Regions from separate parts of the Mus musculus genome. Here all the other regions are linked to region 2. A link is a contact called in public HiChIP or PLAC-seq and promoter capture Hi-C data. All regions are on one chromosome and are shown on one strand. The core of a region is the stretch at or near the end of the contact, and the rest is flanking DNA. Distances in the headings are between cores, read along the strand shown.

The links. Promoter capture Hi-C pulls out the DNA fragments that hold promoters and counts their contacts. HiChIP or PLAC-seq counts read pairs in DNA pulled down with a chosen protein or histone mark.
Region 1: a promoter capture Hi-C map of second pharyngeal arch cranial neural crest shows a contact between it and region 2. The contact joins the promoter of Fam160b1 here to the promoter of Nrap in region 2. A contact is called at or near these places in 5 of 39 promoter capture datasets (cranial neural crest, hematopoietic stem and progenitor cells, liver and 2 more), 1 of 484 Hi-C or Micro-C datasets (the G1E-ER4 cell line), 3 of 115 datasets of contacts at active chromatin or transcription factors (bone marrow-derived macrophages, large pre-B cells and regulatory T cell precursor) and 2 of 9 other capture datasets (adipose tissue and liver).
Region 3: a contact with region 2 is called in an H3K27ac HiChIP or PLAC-seq map of acute myeloid leukemia, with 6 times the contacts expected there. The contact joins the enhancer-like site here to the promoter of Nrap in region 2. A contact is called at or near these places in 4 of 39 promoter capture datasets (liver, pre-B cells and stem cell-derived epiblast-like cells) and 3 of 115 datasets of contacts at active chromatin or transcription factors (acute myeloid leukemia, embryonic stem cells and pancreatic cancer cells).

What each region holds. Positions count from the first base shown.
Region 1 is chr19:57,359,226-57,362,837 of GRCm38.p6, forward strand. It overlaps Fam160b1 (family with sequence similarity 160, member B1), which reads left to right and starts at 1,784. Exons shown (of 17, transcript NM_145505.4): 1 at 1,784-2,145. The coding sequence starts at 2,101. B230217O12Rik (RIKEN cDNA B230217O12 gene) reads right to left here and starts at 1,674. Exons shown (of 3, transcript NR_040316.1): 1 at 789-1,674.
Region 2 is chr19:56,387,667-56,391,416 of GRCm38.p6, forward strand. It overlaps Nrap (nebulin-related anchoring protein), which reads right to left and starts at 2,372. Exons shown (of 42, transcript NM_008733.4): 1 at 2,140-2,372; 2 at 1,724-1,818; 3 at 1,083-1,170. The coding sequence starts at 2,211.
Region 3 is chr19:57,098,010-57,101,640 of GRCm38.p6, forward strand. The region is part of intron 6 of Ablim1 (actin-binding LIM protein 1); the gene reads right to left. Among named protein-coding and RNA genes, the nearest start is that of Afap1l2, 91 kb to the left of the region's middle. Within about 2 kb of position 2,157, at least 42 of the 459 cell types and tissues checked have an H3K27ac peak or open chromatin away from gene starts, as enhancers often do. A contact at or near this core is called in acute myeloid leukemia, where this site is marked.

The DNA of each region.
Region 1 (3,612 bases), core at 534-3,033, 970 kb after region 2:
GAGGTTCCAATTGAGGTACTTCAGGCACCTAGGGTGTTTTCAAGGGTAAAGGGAGCCTCCTCTTGGGTTTCCTCAAAGCAGTGGTTGAGGTGAGTCCAACTGCATCAACAACTGCATCCAAGCACTAGGCAGGCTATACATTAGTGCCTCCTCCAGCATTCGGAACGGGAGTAGGAAATCTATCTACTGGCTATACATTAGTGCCTCCTCCAGCATTCGGAACGGGAGTAGGAAATCTACCTACTGGCTTTACATTAGTGCCTCTCCCAGCATTCGGAACGGGAGTAGGAAATCTACCTACTGGCTCAGTTACAGTTCTAGCTAACTTGTGCGTCTTAGAAATTAGGGACCAGGCAGATAAATCATTGAGTATTGATATTAACCCATAGCCAAACATATATTTTATTGTGCTTATAATAAGTATGCAAAGTTAAATATCCATCACACACAACTTGTAGCCCGCCTAAACATCACTCCCTACACAAGTTGTGGCTGCAGGACATTGTGAAAATACAAACTGCCATGTAATTAGCCAGGAAAATTATTATGGTTGATAAACTGACCAAACCTCATAAGTAGTATGAATAATAACAACAAACATTGTGTGCTCTAGGATGGAGCAGGAACAAGGACCTTGAACGTGGCAAGGAACACAGCTCAATGTCCAACAAATAACAGAGGATGTTGCCAGCGTTTTAGTTTACAGAAAGCAAGGCTATGCTTACCTGCTTTTGAGCATAGCAGAAGCAAACAACCAAAGCATGAGAAAGACTCGAGTCTCCCCTTACCTTCTCTCTTGGTTTCCTCTCCTCTTGTGTTGTTACTAATGTTATAACAAGGAGGAGAGCCTGTGATCCCCGGCTTTCTTCACTGCTACATTGGTAACCTCACGGCCCAGAATGGCAGAGCTGGATCCAAACAGGCTTCTCAACCCTGCTCAGAGTTGCGGCGCCCTCTTCTGCCCTCTGCTCAACGAATTATACTATCAATAGGTATTTTTCATCCATGTTAATGAGAAATCTACTTCACCCTAATGCAGAACTCCCCGATCCTTTTCGTGAAATGCTAATACCAGCTTGAAACAAAGTTCTTCAGATTTTCAGAAGTTGCATCAACCATCTTAAAATGGTCAGTGTTTCCTCTACGCCTTGTTTAATACACATTTGCATAGTGTTTTAGGAAGCCTCCAGCCCAGGGCTCATTAACTTGAGGCTTCACTCATCGGTGTTAGGCATCCTGAATATTATTTCCTTTTCCAGAAACACACTGAAACCTTGTAGGCCACCATCCTGCGTTATTTAACCGAACCCTCATCCCACGTGTCCATTTGGCATTTCCGGGTTTTGATAAGGATAAGCTATTTTAGTCTAGCGGGATCTTCCCACCTGCATTGGATGCGGTCGAATCCCTAGCACGTGGACCCGCTGTCCGTTTTTTGCGTTCGGGATGCTGGTATTTTCCCAGCGGCCTTCCAGTCTTGCCCTACGTATGGTACGCAAGCGCAGCGTCAACACGTCGCTGCCAAATCCTCACACTGCTCTCTGGTCACCGAGAGACGAGTGCCAGCACCGCCGGGTGCGCCACGCCAGGCCCGCCCTCCCTCCTGGCCTCAGCCTTTCAGCGCCCCGCCGACCCCGCCCGCCCTGCTCTCCCCATCGGCCCCGCCCTCAAGTCGGCCCCGCCCTCCCTGCTGGCCCCGCCCTCCCCGCCCTGGCCTCTGCGCGCCCCGCCCCGCGTCCAGCGACGCCGGCAGCGGAGACCTGGGCTTCCCCGGGCCGCATCAGCGTCCCCTGCAGGCCGCGGCGGGCACGGCAGCCGGAAGAGCCCGAGCTCCTGCCACCGTGTCCGCGTCGCCGCCGCTGAGCTCCGCGGTGCCCCGATTGCAGCCGAACGACCTCGGAGCCGCCCGCCGCGGCCCCGCGTCCTCCGATCAGAGCCGCCGCGCCTCCCGCCCGGCCTCCGCCCTCCGCTCCCCGCCCGGGCCCGCCCGCACCGGCCTTCACTCTGGAGCGGCCCGGGCAGCCGCAGCAGGGGCGGCGGCGGCGCATCGAGGAGCTCTCCAGGTCGTCCCGGGAGAAGCTGCTGCAGTCCCGGGACAGGATGTTCTCCAAGCTTACGTCCATCCTGCAGCATGCCGTGGAGGCGGTGAGTCCGATTGGGGTGCGGGGGGCTGCGAGGCGCGGGGAGGGAGGCTGCGGCGAGGCCTGGGCACCCCCGGGGCCTCTGCTCTCCAGCCGGGGACCGGGCGGCTCCCGAGGCCTCCTGGCCGTTAACCTCCGGGGCTACGTGGCCAGCGCCGCGCAAGACAAAAGAACGGCGGTGCTGGTGGGCAGGGCTTGCTTTTGCTTTGGTACGGGTGAGAGAGGAGCGGCGGGGACCCTGGGGCCCGGTCCACACCGGTACCGGCTCTGCCAGCTCGGGCCCAGCGGCCCACCTCGGCCGGACCTCGGTGATCGATCTGCGGGAGTTTGCGGGTCCGCGATCGCCCAGCTCACACCATCTGTTTCCCTTTTCTTGTCTGTAATGCGCTTCCTGGAGGCTCTTGGCGCAGCCTGCAACCGCTGTACTGTGAGCCTGGTCCTAAACAGCACCGGGGGGACAGAACTCAAACCGCCAAACGTACAGCACCCAAAAACCTAGGAAGAGAATGCTTTTCTTGTCGGTGCTAAACGCGACCCTTTGCTTTATTTTACTAGCTAATTTTGGACTGAGTATCATCCTATGTGAAGAAAGTTACTGTGTTTTTTTTTTTTTAATGGCATTTTCTTTGCATATTGAGAATGGCCTAATAGTAGCACTTTCAAATTCACATGACTTTCTAAAGAAAAGTAAAAAGATGACAAAATACCACGGTGGTTTTTAGGGTCAGCTAAGAAAATTAGAGTTGTGAGTTTCAGATATGGAGACAAAATTTTAACACAATTGCTTTTTACATACTTCGTGGAATTTGGGTTTCGCTTGGTGGCACATCAAACAAGAAAGAAATGGGGTTGCCTGAGGAGCAGTGTTGACACATGGGGTAGAGAACTGCACTCTAAGATGCCAATTCTACTTTTCTTGCTTAATATGGAGTCAGTGTGCAACAGCATTGGTAAAATAATTTTTAAAACTTTTAACAACACTTATATTGATATTTTGTATTATACTTCAGACTATAAAGAGTCATCAAACTTTTAAAGTTCAACATTGCTTGATATAATGATAACTAAAAGATAACTATGAATAAATTATATGGATGAAACCCTGGGGCCTGCCGTGTTCTAGATAAAAACACTCCCACTGGATTTTATTTTATTTATTTATTTATTTATTTATTTATTTTTGAGATAGAGAATTGCCCAGTGCCCCAAGGTGGCCTTGAACTCATTGAGCTCTGCTCAGACTGGCCTCGAACTTCTACCTTAGCCTCTGGAGTACTTAAATTCTAGGCATGTCTCTAAGCCTGGCTAGGATTTTTGGTTTATAGACTCAGTTTGGTCCCAAGGCCTGTGTTTTCTGTTTTGGTACTCTTTTTTTTATAATTACGTGTATCATTAGCATCTATCAAATTACCTGCGTGAGCCTCTGGCTCTGTAGTATCCAGTTTCCCCATCCTGCCGTGAGGAGGGAGGA
Region 2 (3,750 bases), core at 1,122-3,621:
TTTCGATTTTTCCCAGCTTTTGCAGTTTTCTACCTTCTGGGTATACACACAGTGGACCAATAATATGGACTCTGCAGCCAGCCAGGTTTGGATTTGTACCCAGTGACCTGGATGGAGTTGTACACGTTGTATAATGTCTTTGTGTCTCAGCTTCCTCTCCAGCAGAATGGGATAAGAATAGTATCTGCTCCCTTGGACTATAATGTGTATTGAGTGAAGTAAGCAATTTCCAGTCAGAGAACTTGCGACATAACAGCATAATGCAGAGAGCTTAGGGAGGTAGTTCTGGTAACAGCTGTAGAGTCACATGCAAGGACAGAAGCATTAAGACACTTTCTTAAGTTCTGTTCTGTGAATACCAGAGTCCATGCAAATGGGGGTGACACCAGGAAAGGACTCTGGGGTGAAGAGAGATTACTAGAGAGCCCTCCACCTGCTGGGTAATTCCTAATTTTAGAAATCAGCCTTAGTTCCATCCCACAGAGCAGTTACTCTTGGGCCTGCTGACAAAGCGCTAATGATTCATCGTGTTAATGGACACAGCAGTCCCATCAACAACTGAGTGGGTGACAGAAGCTCACTATTGGATTTACCTCACCATCCTCCCAAAGCAAACTTCATTTCCCAAACTATACCTGAGCTGTCCTCCCTAAAGGGGGAACGTGAGATTATACATAATTGTAAACCACTACATAGTTCAAGGAGTGCAAACTGGAGGGTTTTAATATTCTATTCCAAAATACTACAGGTTGGGGGGGGGGAAGAAGAGTGCTCCTTGTAATATTTTCAACTACGTAAATTTTGTTTTATGTGTTAACGACCCAATGTATGCAAGGCCTAGCGTATAAACTGATAAACGTGGTCTGGCTGGCCAGACATAGGTCAGAATCAAGGACCTGCATTGGCTGCTAAGGTTGAGGTAGGACAAAGAGCAGAAATAGTCTTTTAAGAGCACTTTTCATGTAGGAGGAGGAAGTGAGTTGGTTCATATAACAGACAGAAACACTTAAAACCCAACAGGTGTCAGAGTCCATGGATTTTTCTTTAAAGGCTATTTCAAAATGCAAAGCTAAGCAACTTACCCCTCCCATGGCTGCCACAGACTTCTTCAAGGTTAGATTTAAGGGTGTGTGGTAGACGCTAGTGAACGTGTTGTTCTTAGGGTTGTGGCTGTAAAATTAACGCAGATCAAAATTAGGAACGTGCTTTATCCAAAGGGACAAGGGATAAGGGATTCTTCTTAAAACACTGGTCTCTTTTTAAGATGGGTGAACACAGTACTCAAGCATTCAGCTCCTTGATTTCCCAATGAGTCAGCCTCAAAAACTCAAATCATGTCAACTGAGCACATAAAACAGTGAGGTACATTTCACCAAGGACAGTCACTCGAGAAGTTTCCTACAGAATAGATGAATCTGGACATTATGTAGGAGAAATAGCTCTGTCTATGCATATCTTTGGCAGTTCCACTATCCTGCGAAGTTCATCGTCTGACACACAGAGGTGACAGAGGTGGACTCGGTCTCTTACTAACTAGAAATTTGACATTGATTGACCACGGTTGAAAACCCCGCTTTGGGCTCTTCTGTGACTAGATATGAGTGTGCACCTCGGGAGAGGTGCTACTCGGAGTCCAGCCTGGAGCTTGGGTACTGGTCCTTCAGATGGCTACTTGTTGAAAACCAAAAGTCATGCAGTGGCGAGCAGGGCGCCAGACACTTACGCGTGACAGTACGGCTTTTTCTGGTGACTCACGAAGTTATTAACAGAAAGCATCATCTTACAGACTTCACAGTGAAAACATGCTTTGTGCCATGTCTGAAAGTCACAGAAAAGATCTGCCAATTAGCTGTCCTCCTCCAGGCCTGGAGCTCACAGACTTTCAGGTTAAAAAGTTGGGAATTGTGTGTAAAATGAAGATAAAATGAGTTCCTGAACTTACACATGGGTATAATATGTTAAAATGAAACTATTTTTTTTTCCCTTGAAACAGCGCAGAAGACATAGAAATGAACAGAACTTAGGTAAGGTAGAAAAAAACATATCTTTTCCTTATCATTCAATATACCTCTATACATGAGAAGATAAAAATCCCAAGCTTGTCAATTTTCCCAAAGACCATAGAAAGAGTCCACTGACCTGATCTATGCAGCTGATCTTCTCAGCAGGGTAAACCCCATAGCCACACCTAGAGCAGGCCTGCACATTCATCTTGGAGTGTGGGAGACAGGGAGAAGCAACAGACAAAATCCACTAGAACCTCCACTTGGGTCGGTACCACCTTCAAAAGCCCACCACTATGAAACTCCTCGGGACGCCTGGAGCCTTCGGAATCCAACTTCCACTTTCCTACACTGAGCTGACTTTCTGCTTTGGAGTCCGCAGCTGGTTGGTTTTTAAAGCTGCCACTTACTCAAGTGACAATTTTGGCAACTCCGTCAGCACGCATGCGTCTGAGACAAGGTAGAGGTATTTCAAGCTGACGTGCTTCTCAAAATAGAAAAGTTAACTCACGATGGCTTCATGTTTATGTGGAGAACCAACTCTTGGGGGGTGGGGGGTGGGGGGCGGTCAGATGCTTGGGCTTGGTGAACACTGCCTGTGGTCATACTCCAGAAAAGGAGCCAGAAGAGTAGCCATACCCCCGTGTAGACATCAAATTAGAAAAGCTGACTGTTATGCCTCTGACAAAGGCAGACAGGCGGATCCCCAGACTATGGGTGAATGAAGAAAAGAAAGAAAAAGGAAGGAAGGAAGGAAGGAAGGAAGGAAGGAAGGAAGAAAGAAAGAAAGAAAGAAAGAAAGAAAGAAAGAAAGAAAGAAAGAAAGAAAGAAAAACATGACTGCTCCTAGGTGTGGTGGAGAAGAAAGTTCACTGCAGATAAAAGCGAGACCACAGCCTGAGGCAGGGCCATCTTCCAGAGTCCAGAGTAGACACGGCCAGTCTGAGCTGGGCCGTGTGTGCAGGCAGGGGAAGGTAGAGAGGGAACTTGGTGTGGCAGCTAAGAGGCCAAAGGGGCAGGTAACCAAACTGCGGAGATTGTGTAGGGGAGAGCCTCTGGGGAAGGGCAGTCCAGCTTGGAGGGTTCAGGGTAGGGGACCTGGTATACCAGCCTTACCCTGTAACAGGTAGGGACCAAGGAAAGCTGGGAGAACCTGGCGTCCAGGTCCACTTGGATATGTTAAATAGGAACCTCAGCTGTTGGCCCAGGTTTGAGATCTAACACTGGGAATAAATGAGAATTGATTCACACTCCCAGAAGGATAAAAACCAAATCTGAATGGTGTCGATTTTGTAGTTACAAAACTAGAAACTTATGATACTCATTTGTGCTTAACTTTTACAGGAATCGAAAAATATGTAAGAATAAATAAGAATGCTTGGTGTTTGGCCGTCTATATTTTGTCTAGAAGATTCCAAAAAGATTCATTCCCTTGCCTCAGAGGTCCTAACAGAGATAGTTTAATGACAAAAATCTCCTCTCTGCTTTGGGAACGTGCCCATGGTATTTAGTCTCTGCTTACAGGCAACCTGTGACCTTCTGAGACACCCGCTACAAAATCACTTGTCCACCCCAGGACCCGACTGCTTTGTGTGTCTACCTCCTCCTCATTAGTCTTACAATGGTGATTACCACCTGGAAATATTAAATGTGAATAAATCTACTGTTCAGAATCATGTCACCTCCACCAAAGTATAACACTGTGGTCCAGACTGCAACTTCCACGTTCCAGGGTCTAGAATAAGGC
Region 3 (3,631 bases), core at 907-3,406, 710 kb after region 2:
CTGGTTCCCTTTCCAGCACAAGAACCGTGAGTAGTCAGACTGTGGAGTCCCAGCAACCTGAGGGTCCTCTTGGAATCAAGGTTTCTCTCCTGGTTAAAGAGAAACAATTGCTGGACGGAGCCCAGGAGCCATGTGCTACAATTGTTGCATTTGGTTAAAAGAGGCTTCCGGCAGGTGTAGGACAGACAGAGGAACAAGTCTCCTTTATTTAATCTCAGCGATAGCTTTTTAAACGGTGGCACACCTTTGAAGGTGGACTTTTAAGATTTTTAAATATTTAAACTTGTCACACAATGTACAGCCAATAGGTGGCCCTGTAATGACTGGGTGTGGACCTGTTTGTCAACTGCTTTTCTTTGCCAAGCTGCTATCTCGAAAGTACATTCCAATTCTGTGACATCCATGTTGCAAACAGTCTCCCGGGAATCACAAGCGTCTCCGACCACCCTGGTCTTTTTCCTCTCTGCCTCTCTACTCTACCCAGCCTGGAGGGCTTCATAACAACCACACTCTCCATAGAACAGCCTGGCTGAGGAGCTGTGTGACACCTTCCAAGTTATTTCCATTAAAACCATTCCACTGAGCTCTTCAGAGTGGAGGACAGATGGTTCGGTTCTTGGCTGCCTACCGAATACTATCAGACTAAAAATATTTTGTCTTCGTCCCCAGGGTTGGAGGAGCCTTCAGGGCGGGAACCAAGACTGGAGAGTCAGAAAAACACAGCTTGCTTTTAAAAACATCCTCCCCTGATATCCTCTCCCACTGCGACCAGACTTTCATCCCTGTTCACAAACAACTTGCTGCACGCACTCTGCAGATCCCACAGTTCTCTGGGAGCGGGAGGGAGCTCCTAGCAGCCACTGGCTCTCAGTTCCAATTGTTAGGAGGAAGAAATAACTGGGGGTGGGGGGGGGGGGGTTAAGCAAGTTGAAGAAGGAAGGGGCGTGGATGATCGGAGTCAGGATCCTTGGAGCTTCTTGGTGATGCCCCAAGGAGCAGTAAAGCTAAGCAAGGTTCACCTTTGGATGACAATGGACAATGGAGGAAACAGACTCAATTCACATTCCAGACTTCTACAATGCTGGGTGGGGTCGGTCCAGCTTCAAGTCCTCTGGATTCCTCTGGAAGAGCAGGACTTGGGGATGAGGCCAGGAGCAGCTACACAAGTGGCTATCCCGACCCTCCACCTGCTACAACAGACCCAGGAGACAAGGGGACATTCCAGAGGTGAAACAGTGGCCTACCGGATCCTGACACCCAGAGACAGCTCAAGCCACATCATGGCCCAGTGCGTTGGGAGCTCTGGCTTCCATTGTGTGTAGTGATGTAGCACTATAAACTTTCACCCTGGGGTGAGAGAGGCCTGCACTGTGCCCACAGGCACGAGACCATCTGACTTCTGAAGTAAATACATCTTACCGTAAAGTGACAGGCACACAGTCAATGCCCGGTATTGTCCCATGACACAAAGACGGTGAAAGCCCAGAGAAGGAGTTACCCTACAGGAAGTGCAGGTGAGGCCTTGGGACGATGCTCCTTCCCTGATGCTCAGCAGCCTGGATGCAGAAGCCCCTAACAGATGACAGTTGGTGGCTCAGTGGTTAAGAGCACTGGCTGCTCTTCCCAAGCACCTGGGTTCGATTCCCAGCAACCACATGGTGCCTCACCATGCACACCAACTCCACTGCACCCCACTATGCTAAAATGTTTGTTCCCACATGTGAGAAGAACATGTCACTAATACAACCTGTTGCAGGGGATGGCCATGATAGTAAAGAGAGCACAGTATCTAAGAGGCCTAGGTCAACGATGTGTGAGCCTTTTCTTAGGCTTGTTTGTAGCATTTGACAGTTGAACTTGAGGCCCCAAGAAAAGTTCTATGTCTGTGAGAAACAATAAAGCGAATAAATGGTATGATTTGATGTCTATGCTTACAGTCAATGTAAATTAAATGAAGATACACTATGGGCAGAGTGGGTTTACACTATCCCTGAGCCAGCGGCTGCATCACGTAATTGAAAATCCCACAGACCACACACACCTACGGCAGTAGCAACCGCTGGTATTTAGACCTTTATCCTTCAGCCTAAGTAGTATTTTCACATCTCTCCTTGCTGTGGTTTGAATAGAAATGGCCCCACAGGCCCGTGTGTTTAAAAGTTGGTCCCCACCAACTGCTGCTGCTACTGCTGTTTGGGAAGGTTTCAGAGCCTTTAAGGAGGCGGAGCCTGGATTGGGCTTTGAGTCACTTCCTGTTCTCTTTCTCTCTGTTTCCTGAGCGTAGATGAAATACGACCGACCAGTCAGCTTCCTACCCCTACCACTGTGCCTTCTTTGCCTTGTGCCTTGTCCACTATGTCCTTCTCCCCCTGAAGCCATAAGCCAGAATGAGCCCTTCTCACGGATGCTGCTTTTTGTTGGGCTATTTTAAAAAAATATTTATTTAGTTATTTATTCTTTGTATGTGAGTACACTGTCACTCTCACCAGAAGAGAGCATCAGATCTCATGACAGATGGTTGTGAGCCACCATGTGGTTGCTGGGTATTGAAATCAGGACCTCTGGAAGAACAGTCAGTGTTCTTAACCGGTGAGCCATCTCTACAGCCCCTTGTTGGGATATTTTAATCACAACTGAAAAGAAATTAATATATGCCTCCTCATTGAAGGCTTGTGGCAGTTTTACTTGATAAGAATAGCAAGGACCCACCACTGTCCCCGTTTTCTAGATGGTCAAGGTGAGGCTCTAAAATTGGTGTCTTCCATGATGGTGGAGTTTATAATGAAATCAGTTCTTACAGAGAATACTCATAGGGGCTTAAGGAGAGCAAGAGGAAGAAATAGCTACAGATCTTACAACCTAGGGACGCTACGGGGTAAAACCAAGACCATGTAATTACATTTATGAAGTGTGGTATAGGCACAGTGTAGAGGGGCAGTGTGATAAAGGGCTCAGTGCACAAGCATGGTAGAGCGCTGTAGTCACCAAGGTACCAGACACTACTCTCTCTGATCCTCATGTCCCCCAGCGGGGGCCTGGGCCCTTTGTTGAAGTGATCAGTTCCCAGCCTCCACCAGTTCTAGTCCTCAGGTCACCAGACATGCCTACCTCAAGACCCGACCTGAGACCACAAGCAACACTCTTGCCTTTGAAACAATAGGTCAATTTTTATTAAATACCACATGGGCGCCAATACTGCGTGGATAAAGAGTATGACGTATTCCTTTTGTCTACCGAAGGAAGTTATGCTTCCTGGCCCCAGCATTCAACAACATCCACAATTTGGCCTAGGCTTCACAGTCTACTCGCTATGAACATACCCTGTATACCTGGACACGTGGGCTTTGCCTTGCCTCACCTCAAATATGTCCATGAGCCAGTGTCTTCCCCATTCATTGAGAGCAGCTACTCCCAAGCTTCTCTGTGACTCAGAGAACAAACTGGGTCATATCAGCATGTGTTTGTAATCCTGGACATAAGGAGGTTGACCTTTGGCCTCCTCATGCACATACCCACATGCATACCCGTGCGCACACACACACACACACCACACACACACACACACACAAAGATTCTGAGTGATGCTAAGGTTCATGTCCATTTCAAAACTTCCTTTCTTTATTTTAAAAAT